Regions from separate parts of the Gossypium arboreum genome. Here region 2 is linked to region 1. The links are chromatin contacts, called in public Hi-C maps. All regions are on one chromosome and are shown on one strand. The core of a region is the stretch at or near the end of the contact, and the rest is flanking DNA. Distances in the headings are between cores, read along the strand shown.

Region 1 (4,402 bases), core at 1,352-3,851:
GGATAGGATGAATCTTTGCATGTTACCGTAATAGGTAAGAAATGCAAATTAACCACCAAGAATTCAAATTGGTTATGGAAGAAGAAGGTCATATCTCCAAAAGGAGAATTGATAGACTTGTGTTCGATGATATCCTTAATCTCCTTGATTTTTTAGGTTTTGATGTGTGTAAATTGTATTAAGGGAAAACAAATAAATATCAAGAGATTTGGTGCCAATAAACAGATATATTTGTGGACCCATTCTCTGTGGCCTCTTGGAATGATCAACAATATTTCATAATGTTCATAGATGATTTTTTGTGATATGATATACTTTTATTTTATTAATGAGAAATTACAATCACTGTATATGTTAAAAATTTATAAGGAAGAAGTTGAGAATCAGCTCAACAAAAGAATTAGAAGTGTTGATCTAATTGTGGTTTTGAATATTCCGCCAAATATCTAGAACCATTTGCTAAATTCTTAGAGAAAAGTGGTATCGTCCTACAATACACTATACCGGGTTGACCCACTATAAAGGGTGTTGCTGAAAGATGAAATAGAACATTTAAGGGCATGGTAAAGAATATGAGTAGTTATTCTACCTTGCCTGAATTACTTTGGGGAGAAGCTTTGAAGATCCTTTATGGACAGATAATATTTCTAGCTTAAAGCATTTGCCTATTTCGGGATGTCCTACTGAGGCTAGGTAAGCTCAAATAAACTTTATATTTGAAGTAAAAAAATATATATATATATATATATATAAAAAGAATTCGAGACAAAGGATATGAAATAAATTTAAAGAATAAAGTGGTACTAAAATAGTAATTTACTCAAATTGTAAATAAATGTTTATGAGTAAAAGAAAAAAAGTAAAATGAACATGACTATTTTTGTAATCTCATATTGCTTTTGTAGTGTATTTTTATGAAGCTGAGTTGAATTTCTTATGGGTATTGGGTATTTAGATATTGGGTTTATTTGGGCTGGGTATGATATGTGTTTTGGGTTTAATAATTAAAATCTTCGGTTTGAGATATTAAAACCTAAAATCCATCGAATAAATTTATTAAACTTAACATTATAACCGATTAATTTATTTTGTTTATTTCGAAATAATTGTTGGGAGTTCCGCAGCAGGAACAATGTGAACGGCATTAGATTAGTTTCAACTATAACCTACTACTCACATACACATAGAAAGCCATCCCGTTTTCATTTTGGCTAATGAATTCCACAAACAAATAGGAGTGCTAAATAAAGTCCATAATCAAATTATATTTTACTTTTGTATCCTTGGCAAAGTCAATACATGATCAATCAATATCCTTTTGTTAGACTTTTCCACCAAAGATTTGGAGCTACCTAAATCTTCCTTTCTACCAATCTAATTGATTGAAGCTACAAATTGTTCCTTCCTAATAAGAAGAAGAAAAAGATAACACAATGTTTAACACATCAGGATTTATTATATGAGATCACTAAGGATATAATTATATGCGGAAGAGTACTTAAATTTACTATTGGAGATTGCCCATAAGGTTTTAATCTTCCAAGAAAATAGTTTTTCTCCTAGTATAACTCTAATGGAGATGGAAAAGAAATACGAAATATATATTATTTATTGGGGATCACTACTCATTTTTAAATAATTTATTATTAAATCAATTTTAGGTATTTACAATTTGACCAATCATCAAATTATAAATACAACTTATGGTATCTACACATTATTTTCATACATTATATATATGTACCCATAATTGAAGATTTCAATCCAACACTCACTCTTCAAGTCCTTCTCTAATTTGTTTCATTATCTTTAGTCCTCCTTTTCTTGGTCCAAAATGGAGAGTGGACTGGTAAGCAACACCTGCAATAGTGTGACATTCCACGTTTGTTTTGCAATGCATGTGCATGTTTTTTTGTTAGAAATCTACAGTGTGATATGGTGAAGCAATTAGTAAACCTATAATCTTTCAAAAAATGGAAAAAACCTGGGACAAAAAAGTCAAGCATGCTTATTTCGAATAACTACACGTACACTTTCTGTTTTCAGCATAAGCGGATTGACTAGTAAAGATTAACTTGTATAATGCATGGCTTGAGCATTTCAGTTGAACAATGGCTTCCATTCACATTTAGAAAGTCATATTTTTCTCTCTTTAATTTTATGATTCTCTACCTTTCTTATTGCTCTTAGAGCTACCCATGAAAATGACAAGGAGCTGGATTGATTGTTGGTACGGTTTTTTAGTCATCTCATTATGCATTATAAACGAATTCTTCTATTTCTTAAGCAAGCATACATCGTTGGATGCTTGACTAAAACTTCTTTCCATTCTCTTTGGATACATTTTTTAATAAAGACGAGAAAAATTTGGCGTGGGTTGGTTGACTTGTCCAGAGAAACATTAATTGACATGGGTCGTGGTCGTAGATAAAAGAGCATGGAACATAGAAGAAATGGAAAACTTGAGCAAGAAGAATAGTGTGCAGCAATAAATAGCAGGCAGGCTTAATTCAATTGGTTTTTAGAGATAGTTAATTTGCTTTGGCATCAAAAGAGAGAGCAATAAATGAAAGATATGTAGGCAGATGTTGACTAGTTATCGGCATTAACGACGTTAGGAACCGTCTTTTAAATGAGCAGAACTACCCTCTTCTCTTTGGGGATATCTAAACTACAGGAGCCGTCCTTTTAATGACTTCCTCCCTCCACTTTATTTCTTTTCTTCCTTTTGGCTTTAAATAATAGTCGTTTTCCCCATAACCAATGCTCCCTCTTAATGACAGATCCATTGAATCTTGGGTTACCTCGCTCCTCATGGTCTCTTCTTTGCCAGTTTGATAGCAGCATGTGAGGTGGTCTTTCTTTCATGCATTCTACAACATGAAAAGCATGCCTCACTATTAGGGTTGATAGAGAAACCAAAACCAATTAGAATTCTTCAATTACAATTTTTTATATTTAAAATAATAAAATAAATTTAATTTTTTATATAAAATTTAGTTTTCTAAAAAATACAAGATTTATTATAAAAATATTTTTATACACAAGAGTTTTTATAAAATATATAAAAATAACTTTACCACATAATATCAAAAGCCATAAAATAAAGGGAAAGAATTGTATGAAACAGAGACATCACATCATTCTGTATCTCTTACTAATTATTTAATGTTATTTCAGCATTTTTTTTCATGTCATTGACACATCATTTTGATAATTTTTTTAACCTGAACTCTCAACCTTAAACCCTGACCCTAAACCTTAGAACTTGGACCTTGAACCCTTGACTCTGAACCTAAGACTTTAGACCATGAACCCTCAACCTTGAATCTTGGACCTTAGACCTTCGACCCTAGGTCTACGATTCAAAGTTCAAGGTTTAGGGTTCAAATTTTAGATTATAGGGCCCAATGTCCAAGATTCAAGGTTCAAGTTAAAAAAGTATCAAAATGAGGTGTCAATGACATAAAAAAATGATAAGATGACATTTAATAATTTATAAGGGATACAAAATAATGTGGTCTCTATTTCATACAATCAGTTTTTCCTTAAAATAAATCTCATTTTGTCAAGATAAATCTAAAAATTCAAAACCTAAACTAATAAAAAAAGATATTAAACCTGATTTTTAAAAATTAAATAAATAAAAGATTTATGTTTCTTGTACATAAAATAAAGGTTAAAATTTTTAATTTCACAAGTGGATTGAAATTTTAATATGACTCCTTAAATTGTATTTAATTTAAAAATAAAAATAAAGAGGACATGCAGTAATATCTCACCTCTAATGTTTATGTTATAAATAATTACCCGTTATAATATTAAAAATAATAATAATAAATTTCAACTATATAATTATTTAAAAGAAAAGTCGAGTGTTGTATTTAGGTACATAGTTAGCTATCGTTTTTTAAAGAGACATGGATAATTATTATTTAAAAGTGAGAAGTTATTAGAAAGTTAGATAATTTTTTTTGGTAGAAATAGTATTAGACTAAAATTCTAAAAAATTACGCTCTATCAATCACTGCATGTATTGCACGTTGAATATCTTCTTCCAATAAATTTCTCACGTATTACCGAGAATCAACTAGGACGATAAAATAATCAGTTTCACCCAACCTCCTTAATGATGTAGTCAACAACCTTTATGACTATTTATTAGTTCAAGATTTATTGGTTTTATTAGTTTTTCTTCATTGTATTGATGTTATTTGACGTGTGACATCAAATTTAGCCACACACTTTATTATTAATATAGATATAATAAAATATCATCACAGATTAGCTAAGACTAGACCATGTCACACTCATAATAAAAATGAAAGATCAAATTTTGTATAAAAAATATAATTATGGAAGATAGCTCATCAATAAATTTATTAATTTTAAGTTTAATCAT
Region 2 (4,727 bases), core at 870-3,369, 48 kb after region 1:
ATACAGTAAAATATAAAATTAAAATTAATTATAATTCTATCAATAATTAAGTTAAACAAACTATAAACAAATGGTCACAAATATATATTTAGTAAGTTTTAAGCTTAAAATATATTTTTAAATAAAGACACATTTTAATGACATTGGTTAAATTAAATTTAAAAATAAAAATTATAAAAATATTATGGTACTAATACACAAATAACTCATACATCATCGGGAATTCAAACTAGTTTTATATTTAAATGAATATTTATTTGTTTTTTTAAATTTAATTAAATTTTAAAATAAAATATTGCATCAAACATATAATAGATAATTTATATATATATTTTTAAATTGATAACAAAAGAAGACTCGAGTCTTAACGCTCAGAACTCAACGGAGGAGCACGAAATGCAACAGTCTTGTCCTTCTGTAAAAGATCCAGAACTTGCATCGGTGGAGTGGAAAAAAGAATAGTATGGACTAAGCAATCTGCTATCAAATTCACCTCCTTGCTAATATGTTGGACCACCATAGTCCAATCCCTTAAACAAAGGCTCCTTATGTCAGCAACAAATGGAAGAAGAAAATCATCACTTGAGCCATGTAGAAGCATATTCACCATATCAAGATAGTCACTCTCTACCTGAACTTTCTTATATCCATGCTCCCATGCAATTCTAAGCCATTGTACATTGCCCATGCTTCAGTTTGCACAACTGAACGTTCACCCAAGCATCGACCATACCCAAAGATCCAGGCCCCGTTTTTATCTCTTAATAGACCTCCTCCAGCTGCTTTTTTCACCATGCTCTGCACAGGACCATCACAATTAACTTTGATCCATCCAGGGTTTGGTAATATCTAATAATTAACCCTTGGGCTAGACTTGCAACCATGACTCCTTATATGAGAACCATAACACCTAGCCCAGGCCAAACTAGTGAGAATAATGTTATAGGCAGAACAGTTGGCACCATTAAATATAAAGCCATTCCTGCTCTTCCACAACTTCCAGCACACCATGCCAAAAATTGAACTCCAAAGAGGAATATTAGACCGCCAATTCGCAGAGCTCCCAATATTAGAGACCAACCAGGATCGAAGATCCTGATTGAAAAAAGAAAAAGAAAAAGAATGAGCATCATGGGGAATAAGATTAATCCAAACTGCCTTAGCGATGGAGCAATCCCTTATGATAAGAATGCAAGTCTCGGTCAAAGCACCACACAAGGAACAAGAGGGGTTGTCAGCCAATCCTCGCCTAACCCTCTCCTCATTTGTTAATAACCGATTATTAAGAACTAGCCACAGGAAGTTCTGAACCCTATGAGGACCTTTAAGCTTCCAGATAAGTGATCAAGCTTGATCCTTAGGATTCCATGTAGCTGAAGCGAAATTGTTGTAAGTATCAGAAATTGAAAACTTGCCAGTCTGTGACCAGCGCTAACCACAGCAATCATGTCCCGTAGATAACCTGTGAAGATAAGAGCTAGCAATATGAGAAAGCGTTTCTTGGGAAAGAAAATGAGTTGATAAGTTCCAAGCCGGGTTGTCGTTAGAATCAACCATATCCTTCACCTTACCCTCAATGATTGACTCCATACTTTGAACCACGTGTAAACAAGGGCCAACTTTCGGGATCCAATTGTCACTCCAAAACTTGACTATCTAACCATCACCAATGCACCAAAAAACACCATTAGGAACATCATTCCACACCTTAGACAAAGCTCTCCAAACATGAGAGCATCTCGCGCAAGATTTATTTTCGGACGATCTTCCCACACTTCGTATTACCCTCAAAGGACACGCACCCAAATTTTCAACTGTTGAGAAACAATTTGGTATTTGAGTATAAGGAGAAAGGATTTATTCCAAAAGCGTAAAGACTTAAGACCTAAACCCCCATTTCCAGTAGGCATTCACACTTGCTCTCATATGATGAGAGGTAATTTCCGACGCTCCAATGTAGAGCCCCAAACAAAATTTCACTCTATCTTCTCATTTTGTAGACAAGTACTCAGTAATATGGAGGAAGTTTTCATAAAGGAATTTGGTATAAAAACTAACGCAGATTGCGTAAGAGCTACGTGCCTGGGCAACTCAATTATTAAGCTTATTATGAACCTTGTCAATAATACACTATAACGTTTCCTTCTTGACCCTCGAATGGAAAAGAGGCATTCCCAAATACCTTTCAAATCCAAAAATATATATATTCAAAATAACTGAAGTAAACCAAGCTCATCCAAACTCAACTTAAAACAATCAGGGAATCCGATCAGAGCCCACCCAAACATTTGTTTTGCCAGCTCTATTTGCGCTTTTTAAGATTAATAGTCAAATAAAAAAAAAAAGTAAAAAATTGTCAAGTATCAGGTATCAAATCAAAACGGCACTCGAAATCCTTATTTTAAGATTTTTATTCTCTTCCGTCCTGTTTCCAATTTTCGTTTGCTTTGCCTTCAATGCCTTCCCTTCAATATAAATCGCTTCTTCATTACAACTCCCTCCTATTTCGCAATCAATTCCTCAACGTTTCCGCCGCTTCTCCTCCCTCTCCGCCACCACCCAATCGAAATCTTTCCTGCCGGATTACGTCTCAAAGCATGTCTTGCTCTTCCGAAACTCCTTTGCCAACTCTCCGTACAGTTACTATAACTTATTACGAACTCAAGGTCAGTTCCTAATCACATATGCCTTCTCCGAGTTGACTCGTTTGTGTTGGATCTCTGACCAGAATTGACCGTGATCATGTGCTCTAAAATTCTTAGTTTCCTTGAATTTTCCTGCAGTTTCTTGGCAACCAAACCGAGTTAATGACGTGTTATTTTAGAAGTTCTTGGATTTTGCCTATACGTATCTGCATGCTTCAGATTTTAGTATTATTAGTAGTATTGTTATTTTCCGTCTCGTTTATGGAAATGTATTGAAACAGGACAAGGATGCTGATCTGTCGTTGAAAATTGAAGAAGGGTTTGGACCGAATGGACTTGGAATTCTATCAATTACTGATGTATGTTTATCTTTCTTTTCTTTTTTTCTTTTAGAAATTAGTTTGTTTATGAGTTGATTTTCCTTTACTGTTATTCCTTCACTACGTATTCATTGTTAGTTTGTTACAGGTTCCAGAGTTTCCCTCACTGCGTCGAAATCTTCTACGCCTTTCATCGAGGTATGGTATGAGTTTCAAAACAAACTTTTCTCATGATAAATTATCGAAGAAATTTGAAAAATATTTTATAAATTTCCTTCTTAACAGATTAGCTGCCCTGCCTGAAGATGTCAAGAAGGAACTTGAGGATCCTCAGAGTAGGTAATATTTTGTTTTTCTTTTTCCTATTATGTTTTTATCGTGATTCTTAAAAGGAAAGAAGCTATGATATCATGTTAGAAGAAAAGATTAAGAGTGAAGGTAACATAATAATAACACAAAGGACTACGTTGTTTGACTGTGGTGGTCTACATCCATAGGAAAATTTCCAAAGGGTTAATTTGTTGATATTATGAATTGTTGTGTTAGTATATATAAGAGTGCCAGCCTATATAGAAGATTCTCACCAATTTAGGAAGGAGTCAAGCAAGGAAATTGTATGGTTCTCTCTTTTTTATTATATCAAAATTGTAACGCAATCTTAATAATCTAATTACATTTATCACTCTTAACAGTATTGTTCCTCTGCGAAATTTATTTCTTAACAATGCATATGACTATTGTTCTTAAATAGAGTTTCAACGCATAATGTTGGATACTCTTGGCTTTGTGCCATGTTGTTCATAACTGTCTTTTACCTGTAGGTACAATTTTGGATGGAGTCATGGGAAAGAGCAGCTTGAATCTGGGAAACCTGGTAAATAGTTGCACACTTTGAGTTTTACAACTCAGTATGTTTAAATATGAGTCAATAGCTTGCAGTTTTATTGTTTTTCCTTGCATTTGTATGTAATACTAGAACAAAAAAGAACCAAATAGCTGATATAAAGTAGACCTCACTGGCATACTAGTTTAACTCAACGCTAAAACATATTAACTGCTTATAAACTTCAACCTTGTGTAAATGTCTTGTTTGTTTGTGGGAAAGTGTGTTTTATTTTTCTTCCTCAAATCCCAACATTTATGGCAGGGGAGACTATTTTCACTCTGCTTTCTATAATAGTGAAATCGTGCTCCTAAATTACAGGCAGAGAAAAGGTTCTTGTTTCAGAGATATTGTTTTGCTGGAATGAGGAAGGATCGAGTAAAATTTTGCTAGAGATATGTTCAACTCTAAATTACATTTAGAGGAGAAAGGCCCTTTCAATTAGTTTGATTTCAGATCTGAAACAAAATTAAGAGACTTAAATGGACTGTACTTGTTGCAGAATTTTAGATCCGAGTGCTTTTTTTTCTGTACTTGAAATGGTGTGAATTTCCTTGAAAATGTCTATTTCCAATATAATTGATTTTGAGATATATATATATATATATCTTATGCTCAAATTGTGTTTCTTTTTCTTGTTGGGTTGTCTATTTTTTTTTCCTTTCAATGAGTTGAACATTTTTCTCTTTAATGCCATGCAGATCTTCTGAAAAGTTCGTTCTATGCAAATCCCCTAATTGATGTGCCTACCAATGACGCATACTTGATTCAGAGGTAAATGTGGAAGAATGCAGCATTGATGAGTACCATATTTGCAATTTTCCTATGTAGCATCGTCTTAGATTGGCTCAGAGAACAGTTCCATTTTCTTTTACTTAA

The links. A called contact is a pair of places that touch in the nucleus more often than the background predicts.
Region 2: a Hi-C map of leaf shows a contact between it and region 1, with 2.6 times the contacts expected there. The contact joins the promoter of LOC108484623 here to the enhancer-like site in region 1. A contact is called at or near these places in 2 of 5 Hi-C or Micro-C datasets (both in leaf).

Annotation. Positions count from the first base shown.
Region 1 is chr6:131,256,275-131,260,676 of ASM2569848v2, forward strand. No RefSeq gene overlaps it. Among protein-coding and RNA genes, the nearest start is that of LOC108485752, 28 kb to the right of the region's middle. Within about 2 kb of position 2,602, at least 1 of the 2 cell types and tissues checked has an H3K27ac peak or open chromatin away from gene starts, as enhancers often do. A contact at or near this core is called in leaf, where this site is marked.
Region 2 is chr6:131,304,675-131,309,401 of ASM2569848v2, forward strand. LOC108484623 reads left to right here and starts at 2,120. Exons shown (of 15, transcript XM_017788477.2): 1 at 2,120-2,666; 2 at 2,927-3,004; 3 at 3,114-3,163; 4 at 3,251-3,304; 5 at 3,787-3,839; 6 at 4,550-4,622. The coding sequence starts at 2,457.